Linked DNA regions of Mus musculus: all the other regions are linked to region 2. The links are chromatin contacts, called in public Hi-C maps. All regions are on one chromosome and are shown on one strand. The core of a region is the stretch at or near the end of the contact, and the rest is flanking DNA. Distances in the headings are between cores, read along the strand shown.

Region 1 (3,259 bases), core at 439-2,938, 340 kb before region 2:
GAAAGGATAAAGTCTAGGTCCAGGAGGTCGTTGAACTCCTCGGTCTCCCTCCGGGCTAGGAGGGCCGGGTTGTTACTGCTGCAAGCTGCACCAGCTCCGCCACTCTCCAGGTCTGTGGCCACCGTCGCCGCCAGGTCGTAGGGGCGGCCGGGAAGTGGGGGAAGTCGCTTCATGTGAGAGAGTTCCTCACGCCAACGCTGCAAGAACAGGGAGGGAGAGAGAAACTGTTAATTGTAGCACCCTGTTGCCACCCCTAATATTGACTTGTTGGGTGAAGCACACCAACACCCTGCTATAGGAACTGGACAGAACAGGAAGGCAGCCTCGGGGACTCCAGGGGCCACACTGCAATCTCAGCTAACACCAAGGTAAGAGGTGGCGCGTTCGTTCTCCTGCAAGCTAGTGCCGTCGCTCCACCAGCCCAGTCCTCTTCCCCGCCAGATCCGCGGGACGCTCCAGCCGCCCACGGAATTGGGACACTGGGACACGGTGGCTTTCTCCCCATGCACCATAGCCACCGGGTCGCCCACGCGCTACGATCACTCCGGCCCAAAGGGTCTCGAGACTTGTCCACCTAAAATATAGTGGACTGAGTGCGCCCACCCCACGGTCCGGACGCCCGAAGACTAGTGGGGAACCGCTGTGCGCCCCTGGCGGTACCGCAGTGCCGGGACCACACGCACTTAAGGCCGACTCAAGGGCCGAGGAGCCACCTCGGAAGGCTGTAGAGTTCCAATGGAGGGCAATCCTTGTCCTAACCAAGGACTCTTGGTGACCCCCGGATTCCGCCCATACACCCCACCCCATCTGCAGAAATCTACAGGGCACTAGCGCGACACTCACGTTAGTCGGGGCACCTGCTGGACGCAGTGTCTTCTCCCTTCCCGCCGGGCCGGACGCGAACGTGGAGAAGGACGGGAGCAGAGCGTCGCTGACAGCCATGTCAGACTCGCCAGGTGGCTGCCTGCGGGCCGGGCGGGGCGCACAGGGACCAGGAGTCAGGGGACACCCTGGCCACTGCTCCGAAGCTTCCCTCCAATCCTCACCCCTTTCTGTTCCCAAGTCCAACATCTCACCTACCTCATTAATGTGGGGGCCCAGAAGGTCCTCCGGAGTCCGAAGAAGAGAGAGGGGTACCTGAGCCCCAAAGTCAACGAAGATTAAAAACTTTAGAAACAAAACCTCAAACCAAAACCCCCAGATTGCCCGAGATCCTTCTTCTTTGGATTCAATATAAACCGGCGATGTCTTTAAAAAAGTTCCTTTGTATACAAAAATTCTTAGAAAAGTTGTAAACTCTTATAAAAATAGACAATCAGCAAGGCAGATAAGTAGGTCCGATGGCCAGGCTGCACGCTCTTGGACTCAGCAGTGTCCCCCACCGTTGTCGCGGCCACTGTGGCTGTCGGCGGCGCGGGGGCTGTGGTCCGGGCGGTGGGCGGGCGGCGCCGCCAGGTGAGAATGGCCGCGGTGGCGCGGAACTGCGAGCTGGGCGGTGGCGCGGGGTGCGGAGTCCTGGGGACTGTGCCGGGTGCGCGCGGCCATGGGCGCGGGTCACGGGCGGGTTGCTGGGTGGGGGGCTGGAGGGGCGGGGAGGGGCACTCGGCGGCTCCGGGTGCCGCCGCCGCCCGCCACCGCCTCTGCTCCCCGCGCGCCCGGAGCCGCGCTCGCTCTCTTGGCCGGGGAACTGCCGGCGGCCGCCGCGCGCTTCTTACTTATAACTTCTCGCTCGCTTGCTCCCCGCCTCCTCCCTGTGGCGGCGCGCGGGGCTCCGCCGCCAGGCCCCGCCCCCTGCCTTTCTTCTCCCCGCCTTCCCGCAGCCCCCACTGCGCGTTGCCATGGTAGCTAAATAAACAAACTCCGCGCACGTGGGGGCGGGGGCGAGGGAGGGGCGCGGGCGGGGCGGGGCCAGGCCGTGACGCCAGCCAGGCAGCTGGCGGGCTGGAGCCGTGCTGACGCCGGCGGCGGTGGCGGCGACGGCGGCTCCGGCGCTGGGAGTACGGCGTGGCTCCCGTGGCCGCGCTACTCGGGGTCCTCTGGGCGGCCACGGTCGGTTCCCTGGGCTCGAAAGTCCTGCCACGGGAACCCTGGCGGGGGACAGGAGGTTGGGGGTGTGTGTGTGTGGGGGGGAAGAGGCGGCGCGCCCCTACCCCTGCTCGCGTACGCGCTTGTCCTGTCGTCTGCGCACTCGAGAGCGCGATTATCCGCGTGACTCATCCAGCCCGCCCTCTCTCGCATACGCACGCAGACGCCGGGCCGTGTCGGCGCAGGGCCTGGCCTGGCGCGGGTGCCAGTGGGGCCTCCCGTAGGGTGGGGGTGAGGGCCGGGTGATTGGGGGGGGGCGCTAGGAATCTCAGAAGCTAGGAGAAGGGGTTCCGCGCCTGCTATGAAAGAGAGCGGCCGGGATTGGGCACGTAGTCATCTTGATAATGGAAGGAACAAGGAAGGCGTTCCAGATTTACATTGGGGGTGGGGGAGTGGGAACGCGGAGAGGGACCGAGGCGCGGAGATACCTTTCACCAGGGATCTCAAAGCTCTTTACAAGCTACGCACTCGCACTCTTCATTTTGAAGATGAGAAGTGAGTCATAAAGAGGTGAAGCGGCGAGGTAAAGGTCATAGGACAACTCGCTCCCATCAACTTAGGTTCTGAGCTAGCCAACCCACTCAAAGGGACTTCACTGGGAGGTGATCCTGCGCTGGGAAGAGGAGCGCTGCAATGGGACCCTAGTGCTCCAAAGTGGCACCTCAGGCCCTTGCCTACCGGGAGGGGAAAAGGCAGTCTTTGTTTTAGTCTTATTACTCCTTTTCCCATTCCCCACTACCCTCAGTAATTTTCCAGCCGGGAAAGGTTTTCGCCCTCATCTCTACCAAGTACTTAAAACAAAACAAAAACCGTGAGTGTGGTGTTCAGTATAACTCGCTAAACTAGGTTTACTTTTTTTTTTTTTTTAAGGCTAGGTGTTTATTTTGGATTGGGGAGCAGAGTTGGGCTCCGCCGCCCTCATGGTTGAACCCTGGCGGAGACAGCTGAGGGCGGGGACTGAAGAAAGGCACTCGGGAAAGGGGGTCGATGCTCCAGCATAGGCAGCGTGTGCACTCGCTCCTCTCGGGGCGTCGGTGCCACGTCCTCTGTCGTTTCACCTGTTTGAGTCCCGGAATCCTTGGGACCTATATTAGTTTTCTTCGGAATATTTGTCATCCTGAATTTTCCACTTCTGGCCGACCACAGAAGCGCTCTTGGAATGCATCTCTTCCCA
Region 2 (3,174 bases), core at 96-2,595:
TTCTGCCTTCCTGCTCTTCCCTCTCTCCCTCCTTTTCTTTATCTCCTTCCTATTTGTTTACACCGGAACTCATCAATAAGACCAAGACTGTTTATTTGTTTGAAACGGGTCTTCACCATGTAGCCCAGGCTGGCCAGGACCTTCCCCAACCCCCTGCACAGTGCTGGGACCATAGGCTGGTGCTATCACTCCTGACCCTTCTCTTTCCTCTTGGCCTGTTTTTTTTTGTTGTTGTTTTTGTTTTTTGGGTTTTTTTTGTAGCCCATTTTTATATACATTTACAAATGTATGAGCAAGAAAGCTCGAAAATCTTTACAAATGGCCTGCTTGCCATATATAGTTGAGAAGTGTTGCCTCAGAAGAGAAACAGGAAAACCGAAGCCTCCAAGATGAACTCATCCCATCTGTTCTCTTACAGCTATGAGCTAAAAGTGTCGTTTTTACAACTTTGAATGGCTGTCAAAAGAATCAAAGAAGAACACATTTTATGATGTACGGAAATTACACAAAATTCCAGTTTGTGTGTATTAATGCAAGGTTGTTCTTTTTTTTTTTAAACCAGGCACACACATCCATTTCCATATCTCCTATGGAGTTTTCACACTATAAAACTATTATGTCCACGAAGCCTAAAACAGTTACTCTGTGGCATTCTGAAATCGTTTTCCCCACCCTGATTTATATATAGTTCTGATTTGCTAGCTTAGTTGTCTTCTAGTAATTCAAAGTGATTTTACTTCATCAAAATCGTCGGAATTATACCACTTCTGCGGAGGTAGGGGAGTTTTGATAAAACTTCGCTAATCCCAGCAGGTATGTCCTCAGTTGGTGTTCATTTAGGGGTTTTGCAGAGGTCATGCTCTGGATGCCCCATAACTGGCAGTCTGTGGCTTGGCTCACCCCATCTTCCGAGGGAAAACGCCTGCTGCCTTTGTTGTTCTGGGCATTCCCATTCACGTTTTCACTAGGCCTGACCCTGCCTGGCTTGTAAAATCTGATGGGCTCCCTGCCCAAGGAGGAATGGCCTCGGGCAGGTGGAAGTGCCACTCCAGAGAGGTGGTAACCGGTGAGCAGAAGGCAGGCTACAGGAGGAGGGGCTGCACCTCTCTGTTCTTCTGGCCTGCGTTGTCTTCTCCCCATGCTGTAGGGCTTCCTGAATCTTAAGTCTCAAACAGTTCATTAGCTTGCCTGGAGAGTCAAATAATCTGGGCTTCTCAGGAGTCCAGTGTTATTTCCCTAGGAAGGACTCCTGGGGACGTAAAAGAGTCCTCTACGTGAGTAGTGAGCTGGTACCTGGCAGGAGCAAGCCGGGCAAACATTCCCTTTACGTATGAGCCACGAGAGGAGGACGACACAGATGTCAGAAGCCGGCTTGGGATCCTGGGTGCTCGCCCAGTCCTTGGCCCAGAGTAGAGGCAGTCAAACTACACTGGCAAGAATACCAGTGCATGGTGCCAGGAGGATATGTCATTTACCAGCTGCGTCATTTTGGGCAGCGCTCATCACCTCTTGGAGCCTCCTCTGGGAAGCTGACTGGTGGGGCAGTTGGAAGGATCAGAGCATTAATCAGCGTAAGTGGAGTTTTGTCAGCTGCGAAGACTGAGGGGGTATTCCAAAGCAATGTGTAAGTAGGTCCTTTGGTGCCCCATACTGACAAGGGATAGTTAGAGATACGGCCAATAAAGTGCTGCTCATGAGATCTTTTTAAAACCAGTTTGGGTCTTTCTCCAGTTCCGTGGCTAGGCTGTTGAGGATGTTGAAAGCCTCTAGCCATCCCAGTCTTTCCTGACCCCAGCTTCCTCTTGATATTTGGCTTTCTCTTTGCAGCATCCCTGTTGTGTGGTTTCCCAGCCTTTCCTTACATATTTCTGGTGATGGGAAACTCATTCCCTGATGAGGGAATCCCTTTTGTCTTGATCAGGCCATTGGGAAGTTCCTAATGGCCCAAAAGGTATAAACTGAGGCTCACTTCCAGTACTGCTCCACCCCCCAACACTGAACAAATGTAGTCCCAAAGCTGTAAGAATCAGTCCAATTCTCTTTATGAATTCCATGGACTCCCTGTAATTCTTCACTTTTTTTTTCCTCTTAGAAGTCCTGACAGATCGTGAGTTCCCGAGTTTCAGGGAATATGCTATTGTGCTTATTCTGGCTCCGTGCATGCACATGTGTATGCATATGCACACATATATCATTGCATGTATAGGTCTGTGCATGCACAAAATGCATATATAAATAAAAGAAAATGCCTTTCAAATTTTGACTCACGATTTTCTTACCGTAGGCTCTTGTCTTCCTATAGCATGTAAACTTGAACATCTAAGAAGTATGAGCTAGTGCATATGGCAAGTAAGAATATGACTTCTGTGCAAACAAGGCAGACCTTCTGGTGACATCCACACCTTTCTCTGCGGTGTCACATGGCAAATGGAACAAGGGGGTGTGGCTTCATTTTGCTCAGCAACTCATTTTTAAAATTGTAAACTCATTCTTTAAAAATATATCAAAAGTAAGTGCTTGCTTGAGCTTGAATACTCACTGATGGCATGGATTGTGCACAGAACCAGTCAGAAGCTGTGCATGCTCAGGGCCTCTGCATCTCCTGGAGCATCCCCTCTACCCATAAGATATGCATGAGCTACAACTGTGTCATGAGGTTGCTGAGCAGAGTGGAGATGACACAGTCTGAGCCTGGCATGTCAGATACCCTCCCCTAGGGCCATGCCTCCCTCCCTAGACACATCAGCTAGCTCTTCAGGAACGGGAATTGATGGTGTTTGCTTCTTGTCTTGATCTCCACCTCATGTCCACTTCCATCCTCACTTTTGGGTGTTCGTTTAGTCTCCAGAGTTGATTTTTCTTTACAGAGATCAAAGGGTTAAAGTGAATTGCCCTCATGTCATTTACTTTGTTCTCGTCAATGAAGAAAATACCTAATTAAAAAAAAATGGAAAAAAAAAAGAAGTCTTACCCCCATCATCACAGTCCAATTCTCAAAGCAGGAGGGCAGAAAAGAAACTATCAGGCCAGGTACACAGTGAGTATAGATCTGCTTTTCAGTTTTCAGGTACTCACCTCAGTGTCTACTCCAAGTCCCACATGGGGGGAGGAGCCAGGTTTCCAGGAAGCCATCTACTGAAGAGGGTCTGTTCTCCAGATCTGTTTTGCTATTTG
Region 3 (3,413 bases), core at 790-3,289, 350 kb after region 2:
AGAGGATTTCTAGTTCAGAGCATCAGGGTAGAGCACAGGCCTTTCCTAGCTACATCTTGCCAAGCCTGCCTGTGGGTCTGGAAATCAGGGCAAGGCAAGATTCCCACGTACAAAATTAGATCTTGGAAACAGGTTAGTTGTCTTGGACAGACTTAGCACGATGGAATGTTATCACAGTGCTGATCTACACACGGATCTATATGAAACTGAAGTGAAATCGTGCTGTCTTTCTGAGAGAAGCTAGCAGCCTGAGCCAGCAGATTCTGCCATTCATCCTTGCACAAAGGCAAAAATTGAGTTTCTAGAGAGCGTCTAGGACCGACCTTGCTGACACTCCACCCTGGCCCCTTACCCTTTCCATTATGGGTGGAGGGTTAGGCCTTTTGTAACATTTTGTCCAGAGGAGTCTCATCATGTCCCACAGAAAGAGGCCAAGTTCAGGTTTTTCTTTACTGCAGAGACACTTCATTATTCAGTGAGATGAGTGAATCAGCCTGTGACATATTGTTGCATGGCAACAGCAAAGGGCGCATCAGAGGCCGTGTAAACGTCCCTTGCCACCTCTAGGTCATTAATCTGGAGCAACCCATCGGGTCGACGTTTCTCTTTCCATGTGTTGTGCATCAGTCATCAGTCACTTCTGTGGTGAAGAAGGAACACAAAAAATTTTACAACTAGATCGGAGGAGGGGGGGCACATATTTATCTGAAAGATGGCCCGACCCTCAACAACAGTCTTGATGACCTCTGAACATCAATTATTTGCAACATAGGGACATAATGTATCTAGACAATACGATGAAACACCAGGACACTGAATAGCTAAGTCTCAAGTTGAATTAGTGCAGTGCCTTTGTCTTTGTGAAGTTGGATCTACTGGAGTTGTACACAGAAAAGGAGCTCTGCATCTCCTCTTTCTGTCCCATTTTTTAACCAAGCCTTTCTTCACTGTGGTTTTAGCTTCAGGAGAAATTAAACAATGCTAGTTTTAAAGAGACCATAATCTAGGCAAATTCCATTCATCCTTTGTCTCCTTTGATGATCACAGTAATAGGTTAACTCTCCCCTTTCCACATGGAAGGTAGGACAACTCTGTGGAGTTCCCAGTCTCTTTTGGGCCTTTGCAGTAAACTCTCTTCTGTTCAGTTAGACATTGCTTCACTCCTACCTGGAAGAAGCCTTTAGACCCAGACTGTGTGAGCACAAATCCACAAAGGACTTGCCCCAGGTCCTAGAGCCAGCCAGCCTAGAGGTTTAGATTGTAAGGCTCCAGAAACTTCAGGCAGGGCCCCCCTGCCCTTCAGCCCTTTCCTTACACATAAAAAAAAATCAAGGTCAAGAGAACCCTTTCCCAGAGGGTCACACAAACCTTGAGTTTGACAAAGAACCCTCAGAGGCTGCTCTCTTGATGGCATTTCTAACCAGGGCTTTTGTGCGGAGAAGATGGCATTGGAGGGAGCCTGGCATTTCAGGGGCTTAGCTCCTGTTTATCCTTGAATCTTCTTGGAGTCCCTGAGGCTATAATATCCATTTAGAAAGATTAAAGAGGATGTGATCGGGCCAGGACAGAAAGAGAGGTAGGGAGGTAGAGGAAGAAGAAAATAGAATTCTCTAGGACTTAGAATTAAGAGCCTAAGATGCCTCCTGAAGAGGATGCCCTCCTAAAGACACAGTGCTCCTTGGGAAGTCTCCAGCAGGTGAAAGGCTTGGATGGGCCTTTTTTTTTTCCCTCCATGAACTTGGTTTTTCTTTCCCACATTCTCAGGTGTGCTGGGAGGCCCTGGGAAGCCAGCAGACTTTTTCAAAAGACACTTCCACCTCCTAATCTCTTTGCCTACAAACCAAATATTGATCTATTTAGTAAACCAGCCAGTGGAGGAGAGCTTGTATAGCCCTGTTTATTCAGCAGTTGGGCCCCCCTGACAGCTGTTCACTGGGGGATTATGAAGTCACGGCAGTAATTACACTATAAACAGGGGATGGGGGAGAAGAAAGCCAGAAAGTGAACTGTGAGCTCTGTTACCAGGCAACATAAAATATGTAACCGGAAACCCAGCAAGCACGTACATTTCCCTAAAAGCCTCCCAGATGTCCTCACTTTGGGGCCAATGTTCAATTTCAGTTTCGATTTGTTTATTTATCCATCTTCAGATTGAAGACTGGAGCTGAGAATGTTGGAAGAGAAAAGAAACGAATCGAAACAAAACAACAAAACAAAACAAACTGCAGGGGAGAGTAGAGTTGAGCATTCCACCCAGTGTCCCAGCCTACAGGAGAAGGCTGAGGCCCCAGGTCCCTGCTATAGCAAGCTGTAGAGATCAGTGCACAAGGAGGTGGCTAACCCAGGCTTCTTCAGCTAAGACAGCTACAGGATAAGCAGCAAGGGAGAGAGAAGAACAGAAAAGGAGAGAGTGAGAATAAGGAAATAGAAACTGGAACCCACATAAAAGAAACCCTGGAGTCCCCTCGGCCACAGCCCCACCTAGTGGTTGCCCCATGTCGTCATAGACTCTAGTCCCTAAGGCATCCAGCAGCCCTGACTTTGTTCCAGTAGCTTTATCAGAACATGCTAATGCTAAGCTCACATCAGGTTCCCTGTTCTCAACACTTCTCCAAGCCTGTTTATTAAGATTCTAAGTTCAGAAGTGGATGCTCACGGTCAGCTATTGGATGGGTCACACGGCCCCCAATGGAGGAGCTAGAGAAAGTACCCAAGGAGCTAAAGGGAACTGCAACCCTATAGGTGGAACAACATTATGAACTAACCAGTACCCCGGAGCTTTTGTCTCTAGCTGCATATGTATCAAAAGATGGCCTAGTCAGCCATCACTGGAAAGAGAGGCCCTTTGGACTTGCAAACTTTATATGCCCCAGTACAGGGGAACGCCAGGGCCAAAATTGGGGGGGGGTTGGTATGGGGGACTTTTGGGATAGCATTGGAAATGTAAACAAGGAAAATACCTAATAAAAACAGAGAAAAAAAAGATTCTAAGGATCTGGAAAAGGACTTCAGAGTCCCATCAAGATTTGTAGCAAAGACCAGGATGACCTGTGTTTAAATTGGCCTGGCTTCTTCCAGTGCTCTACATGAATCTTGTTGTTTCTCCATGTTCCACGTGGAGCATGCACGCCCACACATAGACACACATTGGTCCCCACCTGGAAGAACACTTCTGTTGAGTCCTGTATTGTAAGCTAAACATTAACAGATTGGGAATATTCAATCTGGACAAGCTTTATCTAAAACAGAACAACAACACAATCAACATGACATGAACCACATTGGTGCTGTCTGTCAAGAATGCTGTCCACCAGTATTTTCAGACAGGATAGCTCAATAACCTGGAATTTACCAGATAGGTAAACTGGCTGACCAGCAAGTCCCAGGAATCTATCACTGCTGCTTCCCCTTTG

The links. Hi-C and Micro-C count contacts between places; a contact is called where the count stands out from the background.
Region 1: a Hi-C map of epidermal suprabasal cells shows a contact between it and region 2, with 2.4 times the contacts expected there. The contact joins the promoter of Klf4 here to the enhancer-like site in region 2. A contact is called at or near these places in 8 of 39 promoter capture datasets (the 3T3-L1 cell line, embryonic stem cells, hippocampal neurons and 3 more), 5 of 484 Hi-C or Micro-C datasets (bone marrow-derived macrophages, cortical neurons, epidermal suprabasal cells and 1 more), 7 of 115 datasets of contacts at active chromatin or transcription factors (craniofacial prominence, embryonic forebrain, embryonic stem cells and 4 more) and 2 of 9 other capture datasets (adipose tissue and embryonic stem cells).
Region 3: a contact with region 2 is called in a Hi-C map of muscle stem cells, with 2.6 times the contacts expected there. The contact joins two enhancer-like sites. A contact is called at or near these places in 1 of 15 datasets of contacts at CTCF or cohesin (large pre-B cells), 4 of 484 Hi-C or Micro-C datasets (bone marrow-derived macrophages, cardiomyocytes, cortical neurons and 1 more) and 2 of 115 datasets of contacts at active chromatin or transcription factors (bone marrow-derived macrophages and large pre-B cells).

What each region holds. Positions count from the first base shown.
Region 1 is chr4:55,530,787-55,534,045 of GRCm38.p6, forward strand. It overlaps Klf4 (Kruppel-like factor 4 (gut)), which reads right to left and starts at 1,689. Exons shown (of 5, transcript NM_010637.3): 1 at 1,081-1,689; 2 at 844-964; 3 at 1-197. The coding sequence starts at 1,085. Gm12506 (a long non-coding RNA gene) reads left to right here and starts at 1,924. Exons shown (of 5, transcript XR_390585.4): 1 at 1,924-3,259.
Region 2 is chr4:55,874,081-55,877,254 of GRCm38.p6, forward strand. No RefSeq gene overlaps it. Among named protein-coding and RNA genes, the nearest start is that of Gm34482, 78 kb to the right of the region's middle. Within about 2 kb of position 1,346, at least 28 of the 459 cell types and tissues checked have an H3K27ac peak or open chromatin away from gene starts, as enhancers often do. A contact at or near this core is called in epidermal suprabasal cells, fibro-adipogenic progenitors and muscle stem cells, where this site is marked.
Region 3 is chr4:56,220,177-56,223,589 of GRCm38.p6, forward strand. No RefSeq gene overlaps it. Among named protein-coding and RNA genes, the nearest start is that of Gm42291, 94 kb to the right of the region's middle. Within about 2 kb of position 2,040, at least 165 of the 459 cell types and tissues checked have an H3K27ac peak or open chromatin away from gene starts, as enhancers often do. A contact at or near this core is called in muscle stem cells, where this site is marked.